2 separate regions of the Neogale vison genome follow, and region 2 is linked to region 1. A link is a contact called in public Hi-C data. All regions are on one chromosome and are shown on one strand. The core of a region is the stretch at or near the end of the contact, and the rest is flanking DNA. Distances in the headings are between cores, read along the strand shown. Region 1 holds the start of STAG1 (cohesin subunit SA-1). Region 2 holds the start of MSL2 (E3 ubiquitin-protein ligase MSL2).

Region 1 (3,697 bases), core at 438-2,937:
ACAAAAAATCAAAAGCAAACAGACAACCTTTCCGGATCTTTCAATATATCCCCCCTTCTGCAATTTTTTAAAAATCTGATATTATCACTATAAATATGAAAATACAGTACAATATATAAACAGTAAATAAAATGGTTTTTAGTTTCATTGTTGTGTGTCCTTTCCTAGGTATATCACCATCAAAATTTGCAGGTTTCTTAAAAACACGGAAAACTAAAAGGTAGAGTCATACTCAAATTCCACATAAATCACAAATCACTGAACTTTATACCAACTCAAATACTTTTACAATGTATTTCCTAAGAAGATGCAAAATATACTCCTTTCTAGTCAGGACCACAATTAGGAATAAACTATATTCACCATCTTAACAAGAACTTTAACAGCAAATAATTCGCTATCGTCACATACAGACAGCATTGTTTTGGGTCTATAAGCTTCCGAAACCATCCCACGATTTATACGCCCCGGGCACGATTCTCTGCAATGTGAAGAGAATCGATAACATTTCAAATGTGGGTAGAAAGGGTGACGTGACAATCCTAAGACCTGAAAATTTTTTTCAGTCCCTAGAGCACACATAAAGCACCCAGTTCAGACCCTCCAATCAAGGCCCAGGTCCAACTCCAGGCACTCCAGTTTCCCAGCTCTTCACCCCGCCCCCACCCCGAGAAAGGAGGGAAAACAACTTTTATTGGCCTCTTCTCCCGAGGAATTGGCAAACTAGCGGGGCAGTGCTCTGGCCTGAACACGTTTCACAGGGAGGCCTCCGTCGGGGGCGGGGAAGGCAGATAGCGGGAAAGCCCGGCTTCGACGCCCCTTCTCCCCCAGTCGCCAACCCCCTGCCCCACCCCACCAAGCAGCAGCCTCGGCCGGCCGCCACGCCGAGCGACCCCCAGGCCCCTCCGCGGAGGCGAGCTCGTTGTCATGTGACGACGCCGCCGCTAAAACACCGCAGAAACGCAGGGCGGCGGGCGGCGGACGGCATTCGCACTAGCCCGCCTCGGCCCGGCCCCACCGGGAGCGGGCGAGTCCCGAGAGTCCGGGCGGGGGGGCGGAGGGCGAAGGGCTGGCTTGGCGGCGGGCCCGAGCGCGCCACAAAGGCTTCCGCGCCCGTCGCTGTAGTGCCCGAGCAGGCGGGGGCAGAATTTTCGGGCCCGCGGGAGGGGTGGGGAGGAACGAGGGCTCCCGGGTGCCCGCCGCGCCCACAGGCGCCCCCCCCGGGCTCCCGGACAACCAGCGACTGCCGCGCCCCGCACAGGCCCGCGCGGCCTCCCTCCCCCGCGCGGGGCCCGCGCCCGGCCCGCCCGCCCGCTCCTCGCCCGCGCTCCCTCGCTCTCTCGCTCTCGCCCGGCCTCCATCTTGGATCCGCGCTTCCAGCCCCCGCGCCGCTGCCGCCGCATTCCCCCTTTCCCGCCCCCCGCCGCCGTCGCCGCCGCCCGCACTCACCTCAGCTGCCCATCCGGGCGCCGCCGGCCGTCGACCTAGTTTCCCCCCAAAAGTCTCCGGTGTGTTATTCCCGATGTGGGGGGGTTGTTACGGGGTGGTCGCCGGGGGTTCGGGAGCGGGGGCCGCGCCTTCAACGGAGCTGCAATCCTAACCCGCCATCTGGTGGCATTTTCCACACGCCAATGGCGCCGCTGCAGACTTGGGTCCGGACCGCCCTCTGCTGGCCGCGACGCTTACTGCCTAGCTGACGGGACGGGCCTGCCCGGAAAAGGGAGGGAGCTGAGGCGCGAGCTGGGGGCCACGGCGGGGACGCGCGCAAACGCTTTCCTGTGGGGATTGCACGCACGCGCACCAGCGGGGCGGGAAACGTGGCCGCTGCGTGGAGACCCCGCCCCCGCGCGGAGCGGTAGCCTAGCTCAGCCAATCGCAATTAGCGGATACCTCTTGGTGAGGACGTTGTAGATGGTTCTTGGGCCGCCTGAGGCTGGCGGAAGGACGGCCACGGTGGCGCCTGCGCGCCCCGCTAGCCGGGTTGCCGCCCGCCATTTTTGGAGCTTTTCCGAGACCTGGGAGGGAGACCCGCCCCCGGCCCCTTCACCGAGGCCCCTCCCCAGCTCTCGAGACTAGTGCTTCTCTGCAGCTCCGCCTGAGTCGTGGTGTCCGCATCCGACGCTGGGTAGCCCCTTGCGGAAATGGGAAGGAGTAAAGGAGCTAAATCCCTCTCCCACCTCTCCTGGGTTTGAAGAGGGTCTCTGAGCTTAGCATTGTGTTAGCTATACTTATTGTTGACTGTTGGCAAGGCGCTTTCGCCAGTAAGGGTGAAAAGGTTTCGAGAACTGTTCAGGCCCTCCCGTGCCAATCTAGACGCTACAGTGCCAGCTCCAGGCCGATTGGCGTCGTCCCTGCCTCTGGAAAGCAGATCCACTCCTTAGTGCTGGCTTTGCATAAGGCGGCAGCATTGGCTAGTTAGTGAAAAAGGAATGTAGCTAGACTGGGAAAATACAGCCTCAGCTTTGGTATGCGATTTCTCTTCCCACAGCATAGGACTATTTTCAGTGGCTCTGAAATGGACGTGAGAATTGACTGACGGGAGATCGTGATCAAAATATGCCCTTGAACGTGGCCTCTTCCTACCCGCGCTTTTCTGTGATGGTGGCTCCTATCTTTCACCTGCTCACAACTTTTCAGTACAAAAGTGAATCCTTAATCTCCCGGCTCATCAACCCAATTTGTGACCAAATTCTCTGTTGCTAGAGCCAGCTCTGTTTTAATATTGCCTTAGAATCGCTCGATTCCTTTACAGTCCTCAAAGCCAATCTCCAGTAAATTACCCCAATTTCTGGTTTCTTTCCGAAAAGGGCACAAAGTGTATGGCTGTTTGACTGGATGAAGTAGCAACGGAGCTAAACACACACATACACACGCACTAATGTCTTGTTGATTTCTTTTATATTCTTTGCAAAGACTGTTTACAGCTTTCCTTGTTATTAAAGGTGCCAGGCGCAGTCTATACTAAAAGATAACTTCATTTAGTTTCCAGGGACCAAAGCAATGGGATTATAAATTCTCCAGTTTGATATTCTCTCCATCTTGAAGTATCTGTAGTCACATTGTGTTCCTGATCTCAAAAATTCTCACCAAATCAACCTGTTCTCCTCTTTTTTCCAAAGCCAATCTTCCTTGGACTATGTAAGCCATCCCTTCTCACTTCCCTCCACCACTACTTTTGTAAGGTCTTGTCTCTTCAATGTCCTTATCCACCAGCTTCTTCCTTTTTGCTTCTCAACACACCGTTACCACTGTCTTTTTAAAAATTTCAGTGCTACTATTCTCTCCAGGTACTGTATTATCACCCTTTCTTTCACACACATTTCTGAAAAGAAGCAGTCACCGCCTTCATTTGCACTTTATTCCTTAGCTTAATCAGACTTCATAACAACAAAATGAACTTACACTTTAAGATAGAGAGTTATAATTTCCAACCATTTTCTCCTTCCTCATTTTCTTGGCATATCAAACCCCTAGCCCCTTCTTAAAATCTTACTTCCCTTTATTTAAGGACAAATCCTGATTTCTACAACCTACCTGGTTTACTGGTTTTATTCCTTTGCTAGCTCCTCCTCTTCATCCCACAGTTCAACTCCTAACTGTCCTGGACCACATTCTTGCACTTTAAAAGTCTCCCAAAATTACTGTTTCTGATTTTTCCTCAGCTAAGATTCCTCATGTTCCACTTACTTGCCAGGAA
Region 2 (3,573 bases), core at 884-3,383, 570 kb before region 1:
ACAGGCACAAAATTTCTTTTATCTAAGATAAAGTGAAAACCTGAAATGCCTGAATTTCTCAAATTCTGACAATGTAAGTGGATCAGCAAAACCTCAAAATTTGGGGTAGAATGAAAATACGAAATGGAGTATAGTACTTTTTTGACAACTGCCATTTCCCTATTAATGTTTCCAGGCCAGGCTTTTGAAAAAAGGTGTAAAGTTAAAAAATAATAGGTACAAAGTCATTCCAAATTATCAGCACTTTTGAGACACTTCCATTAGATAAGTTAGCAATTCTTCACCACTAAAAAATAACCTGAAAGTAACCTACCCTACAGAAAATATTTTTGGGTGGGGGGATAAAAAAGCCAACCACCTAAAATAACTGTCTACCAGGCCATAACATATTAAAACCACAAAATAAGGAACAACAATTTCGTAAAAATCCCACCAGCTAAAAAAGAGAGTATTTTCAGTCTTCCCGGGCTCACTATTTACTGTCAAACTGTCAAAGCATGTTGAGAAACACAGACAAAAGTTCTGCATCGAGTTCACAGGCTGTGGGTGCATCCGATTATACCACTACCCACACCTAACACCAGTTTGGGGAAATGCAAACACGCCACACGTACATTTTTTAACCAGGCTAAACCACGTTTAACCAAGGTAAGTGTTGTGAGCTCTTGTATCAAAGGTTTAAAAAAAAAAAAAGAGGAGCACTACGCAAGCATACTTCACTCATTTATAAAACCATCAACAGAAATGGCAAGAAACTGACCCGAGAAGAATTAAACAGTTCTGAACATTAAGGCCGCCGTACAAAACGGTTTAGGAGGGCTCTTTCTGAACTGCTGGGCAAAAGTCCTCTGACGAGCCTCAAAACTAATGACCGTATACTAATGCACAAATAACAAAAGCTTAATACAAACTACCACGCCGCCAAACCGTTCCTCTTACCAAAGCCCAGATTTTTTTTTAAAATAAGCATTGAAAGGGAACAATAAAAAGCGTCTCACCGCAAACACAGCAAGAGAGAGACTGTCGGAAGTAAGGCAAGAGCCTGTTAATCTCTGTAAACGCCTTGGGGTCTCCGGGGTCGTAGTTGAGCACTAGGCGGCTCGCGGAAATGTAGAGAGCAGTAGCATTCACGGGGTTCATTGCAGACACTTCGACACCGTTGGCTCCCGGTTGAAAAGAAATTCCGGATCCAACTTTGTAAGCAGCCAGGGAACAATGGCGAATTTGCAACAAATCGGAGGAAATCAGAGAAGAACCACTGGCCAAAGTAGTAACTAAAATCCGTGCAAGTTTGTGGAGCTGAAGCAATCCTCCCACACATGGGGCCTTGGCGCCCCTCCTCCGTCCCTGAGACTTGCAGACAAAAAAAAAAAAAAAAAAAGAGAGAGAGAGAGAGAGAAACCAGCGTTCGAGTTTGTCCCAGGCAGCCTCGGGGCGAAGAACGCGGGGGCTTCGGCGCTGGGGCCGGGACTCGGCGCTCAGTCTAGCCCCGCGGCTCCGCGGGCGGCCTTCGCTGCATCTCCGGACGCGGAGGCACCTCCTCAGGGCGAGCTGGGCGGGCGCGGGAGCAGGCCCCCGCCCGGTCCGAGGGGCGCGCACGCTTCTCACGAGCTGCAGGGCCCTTACTCCATCACAGCGCCCAGCGCAGAGGTAGCGGCGACGGCGAGGAGGACGGCTCGGGCGTCGACTTCCTCAATCTAGTGCACCAAGCCGCGGCGGCGGCGAATGCTGCAGCTGCGGCAGGCGGAGGCTGCCGCCGCTCTCTCCATATCGGACGCGGGGCCCGGACTGCGCCTGACTCTCCGCCCTGGCGGTTACAACCCCGCTGTTCCCTGAGGTGGCGGAGCGGGCAGGAGAGTCCCCCACCCGATAGGGGAGGGCTGGGGAGGAAGTGCGCGGGCCGGCGGCGGCAGCGGGAGGGGGCGGGGAGCAGGCCCGGCCGGGCCGCGGCGGCGCCCCTCGCTCCTCAGTCGCTCACTCCGAGGTCACCAGGCACAAGCACCGCCCCCTCACTGCCCGGCCATCTTCTCCACGCCGCACACACGGAGACCTCCTCCTCCAAGCACGACGGCCGCCGCCGCCCACGGCTCCCGCCCGGCCGCAGCTGAGGCGAGCGCTCACACCGCCAGGCCCCGCCGCCGCCCAGAGCACCAGCAAGGCCCCGCGGCAGGCCCCTCCCCCCGTGCCTCGCCGCCCTCACCCTGACTCCACGCGCCACTCTAACTCAGTAGGGCCCGGGCTGCTGCGGCTTTAGTGAATCCCGCGGACTGTGCGGCGCCTCAGGCCCTGCCGGCGACGACGACCGTTACCCCAACGGGCAAAGCCACTGTCATCCCCGAGACTCCCCCGCCGCCGTCGTCGCTAGCGCCCGCACGCATGCGCAGAGCACACTCTCACCCCTCCCCCCCGCCCTTTCCTTTCCCTTCGCTTCCCTTTTCCCCTGCTTCTCCTCTAAGAGCCCCCTCCACACCCTCCCTGAGCTACAGGCTGGCTCCGCGCATGCGCATTCCAATATCAAGCTCCACCGCCTTTCGCCCTCACGCGTGCGCCCTGACCGCCCACCCAGAAAACCGGATAAACACAGCAGCCCGCTCACGCCAGCCCCTCCCTGCTGCCAACCCACCCCGGCCTCACTGCGCATGCCTGGCTCTCCACTTACGGCTCTTAGAACAGAGCATGCTCTCTGCAAGACGGCAGGTCTGTCCGCCCCTCCCCCATGCTCCCTCAAATTCCCTCTTAGGCGTGTGGGCTGTGGCGAAACATTCGTTAGTTGACCCATCCTTCCACGGTATGGGCTCTGAGCCCCTCGCACTACACTGCTTCCTCGATGCCCGCCAACGCTGAGTCCTGGCGGGGACGCGCCATGTGGCATTCCGCCCTGGCGGTCCTCCTCGCCCTGACTGACCACGATGTGAGGAAATAGTCCGGAACGGCCCCAAGCCCCGCCCTCGCGGCCTTTCTCCTGGAACAGCGCTTTCCAAGCACTGAGAAGGGCGCTGCCTCGGCCTGCTTGGGCAGTCAGAGCCGGGAAGGTCGACAGCAAACAGCGTGTCGGTGCGCCCGGGCGGCGTGCGGGCGACGTTTGCTAGGTTAGGGTCGCGGCAGCGTCGATGGCAGCCTGAGGTCAGTAAGACCCTGGCAGGCGGTGTGTAATCGGTGGGGCTCGGGCCCATCTCCTTTCTCCCGTCCTTCCGAGCTGGGCTCTTTCCGCGGACTCTGGTCCTTGGAGTCGGACCGACGCCAGCTGCCCAGTCTTCTGGGGCACCGACGAGGACCTCGCCGAGCTCGTAGAGGAAAACTGTCCAATTTAAAAGCAAAACGTACCCCTTTTCGGCAACTTTGACAGACTTAGCCCTTCTTTGTGAACAGAGCTCTTGAGGAATCCAAGGTCCTGGTTTAGAAGGGACCCAAATCCTTGAAAGTACATCTTTTTTTAAACAAGCTTTCGCCTTGTTTTTGCAGGAGACCGAGGACACAGATATAAATAAACAAAATCCTATCTTAACGTAAGATTCCCCTCATCTCTAAAAGTACAAAACTTTTTTTGAGGAGCACAAATGGAAACAGCATAGG

Evidence for each region. A called contact is a pair of places that touch in the nucleus more often than the background predicts.
Region 2: a contact with region 1 is called in a Hi-C map of fibroblasts, with 7 times the contacts expected there. The contact joins the promoter of MSL2 here to the promoter of STAG1 in region 1. A contact is called at or near these places in 2 of 3 Hi-C or Micro-C datasets (fibroblasts and muscle).

Annotation. Positions count from the first base shown.
Region 1 is chr6:127,221,488-127,225,184 of ASM_NN_V1, reverse strand. It overlaps STAG1 (cohesin subunit SA-1), which reads right to left and starts at 1,687. Exons shown (of 35, transcript XM_044252306.1): 1 at 1,450-1,687.
Region 2 is chr6:127,793,980-127,797,552 of ASM_NN_V1, reverse strand. MSL2 (E3 ubiquitin-protein ligase MSL2) reads right to left here and starts at 2,133. Exons shown (of 2, transcript XM_044252312.1): 1 at 999-2,133. The coding sequence starts at 1,140.